2 separate regions of the Sus scrofa genome follow, and region 1 is linked to region 2. A link is a contact called in public Hi-C data. All regions are on one chromosome and are shown on one strand. The core of a region is the stretch at or near the end of the contact, and the rest is flanking DNA. Distances in the headings are between cores, read along the strand shown. Region 1 overlaps LOC102160723 (a long non-coding RNA gene). Region 2 overlaps LOC106507478 (a long non-coding RNA gene).

Evidence for each region. Hi-C and Micro-C count contacts between places; a contact is called where the count stands out from the background.
Region 1: a contact with region 2 is called in a Hi-C map of fetal liver, with 2.2 times the contacts expected there. A contact is called at or near these places in 7 of 47 Hi-C or Micro-C datasets (blood, embryonic fibroblasts, fetal heart ventricle and 3 more).

The regions. Positions count from the first base shown.
Region 1 is chr5:14,467,913-14,473,106 of Sscrofa11.1, forward strand. The region is part of intron 2 of LOC102160723 (a long non-coding RNA gene); the gene reads right to left. Among named protein-coding and RNA genes, the nearest start is that of C5H12orf75, 290 kb to the right of the region's middle.
Region 2 is chr5:14,377,603-14,382,605 of Sscrofa11.1, forward strand. All of the region lies in intron 2 of LOC106507478 (a long non-coding RNA gene), which reads right to left. Among named protein-coding and RNA genes, the nearest start is that of NUAK1, 290 kb to the left of the region's middle.

The sequences.
Region 1 (5,194 bases), core at 1,384-3,883, 89 kb after region 2:
AGAACAGAGGTGGAGAAAGGATCCCGGCAGGAGAACGTGGCACCTGGATGATGACAAGGGAAGAAAAAGTCTGTTGAGGTGCTTCCTCTAAGCCTTCGTTTCCTTTAAGCTAAGAAGCAAGACAAGCTGGGCATGTTACAGATACTACTTCCATGACACTTTAAAATCTATGGCTGAGGATGTGAATCTGTACAAAGATGCAAGAACTGGCCTCTCTGGAGACCAGGTAAGGCATTTGGGCTTTCAGAGTTCAAGGCTGTGTGCTGAAGGTCCGGGATGGCAGCTATTTTAAATGACAGCTGAACTTTGACTTCCATGAGCTGCATGAACACATTTTGAGAGTCTCCTTATGGCAGAATTTAGTGCACCAAATTCTGGAAGTAGAAAGATGTTAAGATGTCAAGGTGTGGCCTCTACGTAGTGTGTCTTAGTAGCTACAAAACGTTGTAAGTTCAACTGTAATATTAATAATGCACCTAAGCCTTTGAAGGTATAAAGTGGTCAAAACAGGAGTTCCCACTCTGGTGCCTCGAGTTAAAGATCCAGTATTGCTGCAGCTATGGTGTAGGTCACAGCTGTGGCTCGGATTAAATTCCTGGCCCAGGAACTTCCATATGCCATGGGTCTTGCAAAAAAAATAAAATAAACTAATAATAACAATAATAATTAAATAGTCAAAATAATAATGGAAACACTCGCCTTGGACAAAAATGAAGATATGAGATCAGTCTGTCATAAAGTGCAGTCTCCTTAGCCCAAAAGTATACAGATCACAGGGGAGAGGCTTCTAAAGTACAGATTTTTGTTCCCACTCAGCTTACAGAATCAAACACTCTCAGGGTAGAGGCTGAGAATCAACATTTTAAACAAGTTCCTAGTGCTTTTTAATGCCCAGTAAAAGCACCATTTTGTTAAGCCAGGAATGAATCTGGATATTAGAAAAGTTAAACCTTTCTGTTATTCTTTGGTCCTTTTTCTGGAAAAATACATAAATAATTAATGCAACCCAAACAAAAAACCTTGTGTATCCAGCTTCAAGATTAGGATCCTAAGTAGTCAAGAGAGAGCAAATTTACAAGATTAAAACTTCTTTCCCCCTTCCCTTGCCTACACATCTATAGGCCAGTGCTAATCGTGGGCCTTCCATGTGGTTGGTTATGCTGCCGAGTAATCACGTAAAATACAAGGCACGGTTACTCCATGTGTGGCTTCTTATCAGTTTGGAGCACATACATTTCAATGTGATTCAATGTGAAATCAGCCTCGAGGGTGCTTTTCTGTGGCATCTGTACATATCTAATTTGGAAGGAAACATGTCCCTTTGGGCTAAGAGAAGATACCAATATTTCGATGCCATTTTGCTTTGTTCATGTATGTCTTTCTGCTTTTCCCCTTCGCCACATTAAATTGTTTAAGAAGGTGAACCCATTTCATAAGGAAGAGTTCGCTCACATTTTAACTGAGCAGAAGCCGAGTTCAGCCTTTGCCGAGAGAGCCTTGCCCTACGCGGCCTGGGTCAGGAATGGGAAGGCAGAAAGCCAGTGCTGGGCTTTAAGACGGACAGGGAGAGAGGGCTGAAGAAAAAGAAAGAGAAGTCAAAACCTTCCAGGCTTATCCGCTCCATCTACTTCCTGCCTATAACACACATGGGGGGTTAATTCCTGGGAGGCAGGAAAAGACTCACCGTGCATTAAAATTAAACCGTGTGGAGAACAAGTAAAATTCCAAACAAATCCCAAAGCAATGTGCGTGGAAAGAGCAGAGGCCCCTGAAAAATGCTGCACTCAGATGTCTAAGCCTCACAGAGGCCTGGACTGGCAGAACCTTGGAGCTCAAGAGATCCAGAGAGAGGGCCCGCCTAGGACAGAGGATGAGCATGAACCCCAGAGCGGTGCCCCTCTTCCCCCCTGCCCCCCCCACAGCAAGTCAGTGGCAGAACTGGTCCCCACAGGGCACTGCTGACTTTGAGCCCCCCACCTGCCTCTGCCCATCCAAGTTTTAGATGATTTCCCCACTATGTGGTCCAAACGGAACCCTTTCTGTCCAATGAGTGACCCAAAGAGGGCTGTCTCATCACTGCTCCCCAAGTAAGCCGGTGGCCTAGCCTCATGAGGCAACAACATCATTGCACGCTGTGTCTCCTAAGTCTAAAAACCAGCCAGCCTCTAAGATGACAACACATCCCCGGTCTATTTTTTTCAGCGGCCTTTCAAAGCTCCAGGCCTGGCTTTGGGGCAGGAGGGTCCGTGTGCATATGTGTGTGCATGCGTGAGTCTGAAGGGGTAGAGGCGAGGGGAAAGCCCGCTGTGTGCACGCGTGCCTGGAACAAGCTTTGATCCGCATCGTGCACCGCCCAGTGAAACAGCCTGTAACCAGCAGTGCCTCTGGAGCCTGATCCAGCAGCCATGGGCGCTTTTTTTAGATGACCAAATACCTTTGCCATGAGACCACTGCACTTGCCGGAGGGGGCGGTCCCCTCATCAGTCACCTGCTGTCATTCTTTTCAGGGGGCCCAGGACACTCCAAGGAGCCTTAATCAGGCTCTGATTGGGCCCTTCAGCTTCTTGACAGGGCTTTCCCAGGTGAACGGGAGACAAATGTGGTTTCTCATTTATGTTTCTTATCACGGGTCTATAGGGAGGGAATAACAAGGGCCCAGGAGCCCATTAAAAGCCTGCGCTGAGGGTGGGGAGGGGAAGGGAGGGGAGGTTAGGGGAGAAAAACCTGGGAAAGTGGGGAATAAAAATAATAGCCAGCACTTGATTCAACTATTTTATAACAAGTTAAAATCAGACGTCTTCCAGGTCTAAATGGATCCTGCAGTCCCATAATTAAATGGGGAAAACGAAGCTGTTTCATGCCTTATGCTCCCTTTGATCGTTGTTATTTTTGTGACTAATGTGTAACCGGAGCTTCTCGTTCTGGGGCCGGAGCCTCGGAGCCTCGCAGGGGCAGCTGCCGAGAGAGAGCGCCGGGTGTCCCGTTGTCAGCCTGCGAGGGCTGCCTCAGGGCGGGAGCCTGACCCGGCCCCAGTCAAACCGCAGCAGAAGCAGAGCCCAAGAGAAGCACCTGCCTCTGTCTGCCTTTTCTTCTTGTTTCCCAGGTGCTCCCTCCTCGAGGACTCTCCCGGGAACTGGTGTTTTTTCCCTTGAAGGGAAGGGATGGGGGCATTTAAATGACGTGCAGAAAACGGTCTCTCAAGCCACAAAGAAGGTGACCTCTGAAAGCTCGTGATTGAATTTTCTCTCCCTTTGGTACCTCATCAGTTTCTATTCCTCTCTGCTCTCCTCCGTCCATGTATGCAACACACACACACTCTGAGCATGAGCGTGCATGTACACACAGGTGGAAGCTCTATGGATCTTTCTAGACTAAGGAAGCACCGTCACACTGAAAGGTAAAATCTGTTCATTAACACAACTTCCTCCTCATTTCCTAAGGAATCTGAGCCTGGTGATTCACTAGAGCGCCCTCAGGTGGCACTACATTGTAACACCACTCAAGCCTATGGAAAGGAGGATGATGTGAGAAAAAGAATGCATATATATGTATAACTGGGTCACGCAGCTGTACAATAGAAACTGAAAGGACACTGTAAGTCAACTATAATAGAAAATTTTTTTAAAATAATATGACCTGGTATGATGTTACCATCATAATTCCATTTATCATTTTAAAATGATGTGTGTCACAGAAACAACCAACTTTCCTGGTCGATTCCATTATAATAAACTTTCCTCAGATCTTTCAAAAAAAAAAAAAGAATACCTTTAAGCAGTGTCACCACTTTTCTTTCTTTTTTTTTTTTTTTTTTTTTTTTGGCTTTTGTCTTTTTTAGGGCTGTACCCATGACATAAGGAGGTTCCCAGGCTAGGAGTCCAATTGGAGCTGTAGCCACCGGCCTACGCCACAGCCACAGCAATGCCGGATCCGAGCTGCATCTGTGACCTACACCACAGCTCATGGCAACACCAGATCCTTAATCCACTGAGCGAGGCCAAGGATTGAACCCGCAACCTCATGGTTACTAGTTGGGTTCGTTAACCACTGAGCCACGACGGGAACTCCATTCTTTTTTGGGTGGGCTTATGAAGCTGAGAAATACTTCATGAGATCTTGAGATGGCACAGACCATCCCCCAAATGTGTGTTTAGACAAAGCCTGGTCAACCTCCAGGCTTTGAGGTATGTTCAAGCTCTGGGTTAGAGCCTCGAATGCTCCCTCTCAGCCATGAGCTGAGAACACAGCTCTGAACTGCAGAGACCAAGGTGGGGGTCGGGGGAAGCAGCTGTGCACCTCTCCTCTGCCTCATTAGAGATGCAGCCAGCATCAACTGAGCCCACCTCCCGGCCAAGAGTCTGATGAACCAATTAAAGCCAAAGAGTTCTCATTCACAGTGCTTCTCGAAGGGAGGTTCAGGGAACTCCATCACAGAATCGCCGAAAGCGTTTGTTAGGACTCCAGATTTCCAGGCCCTGCTCTGTACCTGCTGAGTCAGAACCTTTGTACCTGGGACCCAAGGATCTGCATTTTCAATAAGTTTTCAAGTTGATTTTAGGCACAGTAAAGTTTGAGCTACCTCTCTCATTCTTCTCACACCCTCTCGGGTTAGAGATTTACATTTTAACAAAAGCCTTTAATTCCACAAACCAATCGGATGACTTCAGATACAGTGGCAGGGCAGCAAGCAAATACTCTTAGGTGAGTGGACAAGAAAGGTTACCAGGCTTCTCGGTTTTTTTTCCCAGAGAGGCAGCTGCATATGCAGCTATGACAAAGGTCAGTCTTCTCTATTCTACCCCTATGAGTGTACCACAGAGGTAGGGCACATGGAGATGGTGGGGGGTGGCTTCTGGCATAAAGAACTCTAAAAATTTGGGTATCCAGTTGGAGGGGAGAAAGGCCTGCAGAGAGTCACCTCACCTCTAGAGGGCGCCAAGCCAGATGAGAGGAGTGTGAGCTTCGGGTCTCTCCTGACTCATCCATCCCTTTCTAGCTTGGACATCTTGTTCAAGTTGCCCCTCTGTGCCTCAGTTTCTCTGTGGAGGATGGGGGCTAATATTTGTGCCTGCCTAGATATTACGTATGTTAATTATTCATTTCTAAGGGTTCTGAGATTGATGGGAAGAGCCTGTCCTCAGAGATGGGTGTTGGGAATAGTGGATATAAAGTTACACAAAAGTGCTCCACAAGA
Region 2 (5,003 bases), core at 2,314-4,813:
TGGCTTGGCTTTCACTTGTCTGCAGGTGAACCGGCAGCCTCAGTGGCACAGCTGTCTGCTAACCTGGGGCAGCCCTGCCCACACACCTCTCGGCCCCCTCCTGGGACCCCCCCACCCCCACCCCCAACCCCTGACCCGCCACTCCCAGCCTGCTCAGGCACATTCTTCACCCGACAATGGTAGAAGGTCAAGTGCAAATGTCACACACAAGGCCCCTTGAGACTTAAGCCCACCTTTGCTTCTCCTATATCTGAGTCGCCTGAGAGAGAAATATACTCTGCCTCTGCTGGGGGAACGACAACGTCACATGAAGTAAGAATAAAGAATCGGGTTCAAAAATGCAATCCGTCTACCATAGGTAAGAATAGATTTTTTATCTCTTTGTATATACAAAGAGATAGAGCTCCCTTTATGTCTGGTTTGGCTTTTCAATTAAAAAATTGTCTTTTTTATTACAAATAATATATGACAAAGAGATCCTCCCTAAATATTGCATGAAGGAAAACCTCCAGTTCCAGGCCAAGTGATTAAAGGGAAAAAAAAAAAAAAAAAAAAAAAGGCAGCCTCTTGTTCAGACATCAGACTCCAAGGACCTCGGTGAAGGCGTGAGGCAGCAGAGCGAGCCTGAAAAAGCCCCATTTATGGAGATACAGCCACTACTTGGGCATCACGGCACAGAAACAAATGGGCCCCAGGGAGAGCTTTCTTTTGTCACTCTGAACAACCAGCAAGAGCCGTGAGCTCTGATCACAGGGAGTAAAGTGGAACCGGCAGGTGCGGTGACAAAGGCGATTCCTAGGAGGGCCTGTTTGCCCTTGATGTCAGGCGTCTGCGATGGCAGGTGCGCACCAACAAGAGCGAGACTGCCAGAAAGCTGAGCCTCTCTGCCTGCCCCTGTCACCAGTGTCTCATCTAGGCCAGGTTTTAGGGAGACACTGTCTTTCTCATCCCTATGGGGACCTGCTGGCTAGGGCACCATCTTGAGCGTGGCTAAGAGGGCAATGTTAATACTCCTAAACCCTCACAAAGCAAGTCATCGTTCCTAAGGCATGCTTTCTGAGGGCCTCTCACAGGCTCTGCTGCATGTACGCTTCACAATAACCATCGGATGTATAGCAATGTTTACTCTCTTTTATAGTGAAGGAAATGCAGTTAACTACGTAAGCCAGATGAAAAAATAGTTTGAGTGACAAGTTTAAATTCTTTATAAGACCCTTCTGTTGGGGGGGGGGAGTAGCAACGTGTTTGTGGTCCAAGAATTATTGTCAAGCAAATGTAATAACTTCCTTGAGAGACAGCCAGCAATGGACTTCAGGATGTGAAGCAAGGCCGGGGGCCAGAGCGGGGTCCGGAGAGAGGCCTGGCACCCCTTCTTTGTGAGGGAGCAGCTGGGGCCCATGCATAAGACCTAGGAGTGAGAGAAACAGACTGACCTGATGCCGGGGCCTGGCCATTCTCTTCCCTTCAAAGCGCCCCCTCAAACCTGAGGTCAAAGGTCTAATTGTATTTCTTGCTGATCTTTTCAGAATCCTAATGGGCTACTTAAAGAGCTCCCTGGCTAAAAGCCCTACCGCTTTTAGAAAGGGGAAGAAGCTTTTAAAGAAGAGGGTTTTGTTAAGTGGGCACTCTGGAATTCTCCATTTATACGAAAAGGGTGTTTGATACTCAAGAGAGTATTTGTCACTTGGGGGAAAGGTTAAGTCAATTATTTTGTCTGGAGATGAAAAAGATGGAGCGGTGGCTTAATCACAGGCTTCGGCTCTATGGGGAGCTGTTCTGGGGATGGTGGCGGCCACCTGGCCCTCCTCGCCAACCCAGGGGTGGAACTGGGCTTTTGTGGAGGAAAGGAGATCTAAGTGGGGCCGTGGGGCTGTGACACTGAGTGCTCGGCCTCGGCAGGTGATCAGCGGGGTCTCCGAGCTGGAAGCTCACGAGGACGGAAGCCTGTGGCTGGTGAGTCTTGAAGGCTCTGCTTTGGTTTCCTGACTCCAAGATGTGCTGCCATGAGATACGATTGGGAGGGTAAAGCCAAGGACTGTCGAGACCTACACATACGTCCTGATTCCTGCTTTTTTGTTGACTCTAAGAGACCTAGTTTTCCTGGACCTCAGTTTCCAGCTGTATAACTGGATAATTGTTACCTAGGCGGCTCTCCTTCGGTAGCCTTAGGAAGATGGACCAGAATAATATCTGTGAAAATGCACTTCAAACCACATGGCACCAAGCAAATGAAAAAATATTATTTTTCCTGGAATAAATGCTGATTATTTTTCAAGTCTAGTGAGCTCTAAAATTTTTCTTCCTGCTTTGGATAAAGTTGCCAGATGGTTTTGGACCCAACCTTGAAATAATGTGCCAATTATGTGCTTCCAGCTCTCAGGCTTCTTCCTGCCTGCTCCTCCTTGAACAAGTCCTGCTTGCTACCAGATGCTCACGGAATTGTGCCTTTCAAGGATGCGAGAGCCTCGATGAGCTTCTTCTAACCCAAGTTCTAAACCGCACTGGTTTCCCTTTTATGGGTGGTAGTTCTGCTTCTCCTTGAAGGCCTCTGGGGAAGGGGAAACTCACTATCTCATTTTTAAAGCTACTTCACTTTAAAATTTTTCAGATAGTTAACAACCCATTTTTTTCCTTTTCTGAAGCCCTAAATCCATTTCCCTGTAGCAAAGCTCCAAAACAGAGACACATACAGAGGCAGGTAAGACAAATGAACGTCATGGGCCTGCGAAAGACAAGGAGTCGTGGGAGATGGAGGTTGCCTGGAAAAGAGATGCTCTTCAGAGGCAGATGGCTGCTTTGCCGCCCCAGAGATTCTTTCTGCACAGGAATGCGGGCCCAGGCTTGTGTGACCCTCCGCTCCACTTGGGGCTGCGGTGGCTTAACTCGCATGGGGTGCCCCGAGAGTCCCCCTGAAAGGGGGCTGTGCTTTAGGATATCACTAAATATCAAAACGAAAAATTGAATTTGAATAACTCTAATGAACCTTCACTTTTCAGAAAACAGGAGTGAAGTGTAGCCCCCAGCCCCCACCCTGGAGGTGCCTCCCCCCGACCCCAAGTGCTGACCTAGGCCAGCTGCCCGTGACTCTCCCAAAGGACAGCGTTTCTGGTCCCCCGGAATTTCTAAGAGAAAATGGAAACCTTATTTTTATGGAAATGTTCAAGGTTTTGAAGTTAACGTTTCGTTAAACATTTCATAAAGACATTTCATAAACATTTCATAAAGATGAGCCAGACAAAATGTTCTCTGGGAGGCGAACGTGGCCCACAAACCAGAAGTCTGCAGTCTCTGCCACCAGAGAGCTGCCAACCTTAGCCTTTGTTCTATTTTTGGGGGGCAAATGGAAACAGTCCACTCCCAGTTCTGTAAGATGGGCCTTCAGGGATTCAAAGACACCTCCATTTCCTCCCTAGGTATCTTCAACACCAGAGCAAATTTTTATTTCCCTCTTTGTCAAAATTCCCAGCCACATGGCTGTCTCCTTGGGCCCAGGACCCTGCCACTTAGACTATTAGGAGAAATGAGTAGTCACCCAAGTATGTCCATATTTGCAAGGTACACGCTCACGTTTACGAAAGAGGGCTCTTGCTCAAGACCAGATACAATATGCATGACTCAGTTGTTTTGTTAGCCTGAAATTACCCATTCTGGATCTACTGATTTGGGGGAAGGACTCTCTTGGCACATAGCTTCCGGGCTTAATTTGCTTAACCATGTCATTGATAACACAGCAGCAACATCAGAGGAGCAATGGACTTATTGACTATTTTTAAATGAGAATTAGAGAATGTTAGACTTGAAAGAGAATTTAAGCACCACAGAGTCAGCCCCGGGGTGGCAAATCAGTTTCCTGTGAGGAGCCAACTCAAATGGATCACGAAGGACTCCTGGGAGTGATGCGCTGAGAGAGCTTCGGAAGAATCCTAGAGAAAGAAGACCGGGAAGAGGCTAGAGGGAAATGGCCACATGGGCCTCCTTTAGTTGCTGTTCCTGGCATTTTAAAGGTCAGGAGACTGAGGCCAAGAGCAATAATTTGATGATTAAACTGAAGCCAAACTCTAGCTAGGACCCACATCCCCTGACTCCTCAGCTCCTGCCTCTAGTTGAGGTTTCTACACTGTGTCTTGGAGCCCTCTGGGTGCTCTCTCGAGGGGTGCCTCTAGAGGGTGGAGGCTGGTCCATTTGGGCTCCTACATGCTCTCATGCCTACTTTGGCCAACAAACAGCTCCTCTTCCTCTCTGGAGCTTTTGCTTACGAATTTTGAAAAAAAAAAAAAAGAAGTTCATCGGTGGAGGAACTATTGGAGAATCAGGACAGTTATTAAGTGATTCCCCATATTGTACAATTGACTTATTAGTTAATTAATCAATTCAGTTATCTTTTATTCAGCAATTACTATGTGGTAATCACCCTGCTAGGCACTACTGGGGACTCGTGGAGTCCCCTCTCAGCGTTTGCAATGTGACTGGAAACTGGACATCTGAAGAATCATCTATCGTAAAAGGAGGGGAGAGTAAGTGATATAACGAGTAGCACTGAAGGAGCACAGAAGAAGGCTGCTGGGAGTCAAGGAATGCTTCGTAGAGGAGGCAGCCTTTGAACCTGGCCTTGAAGGATGAGTAGCTTTCCAAGAAATTTAAGGACCACAGGCTTGAGATGGAAGAAAACGTAGAGATCTTGACAAGCCAACTTCTTATTTAATCGAGGAGCACACTGAGGCCCAGAGAGGAGACATGGCTTGTATACACTGACTGTGGGTCTCCTCATTCAGAGCACTGCAGGAGGAAGAACTGCTGGGGCAAGAGGTATGAGGGTAACACAGCAAGAGTGGCTGAGAGTTGCCCTGGAGTTGACGGGACCTGAGCACTTCCCAGAGCTCAGCCTTGATCCACAAGGTGGTATTTCCTGATGCCTGTCACACGCTCTGGATGAATTTGCCCTTATGAAACATTAATGCAATGGACCCATCTGTATTCTGAATTTACTCAGTAACTTAAAACCA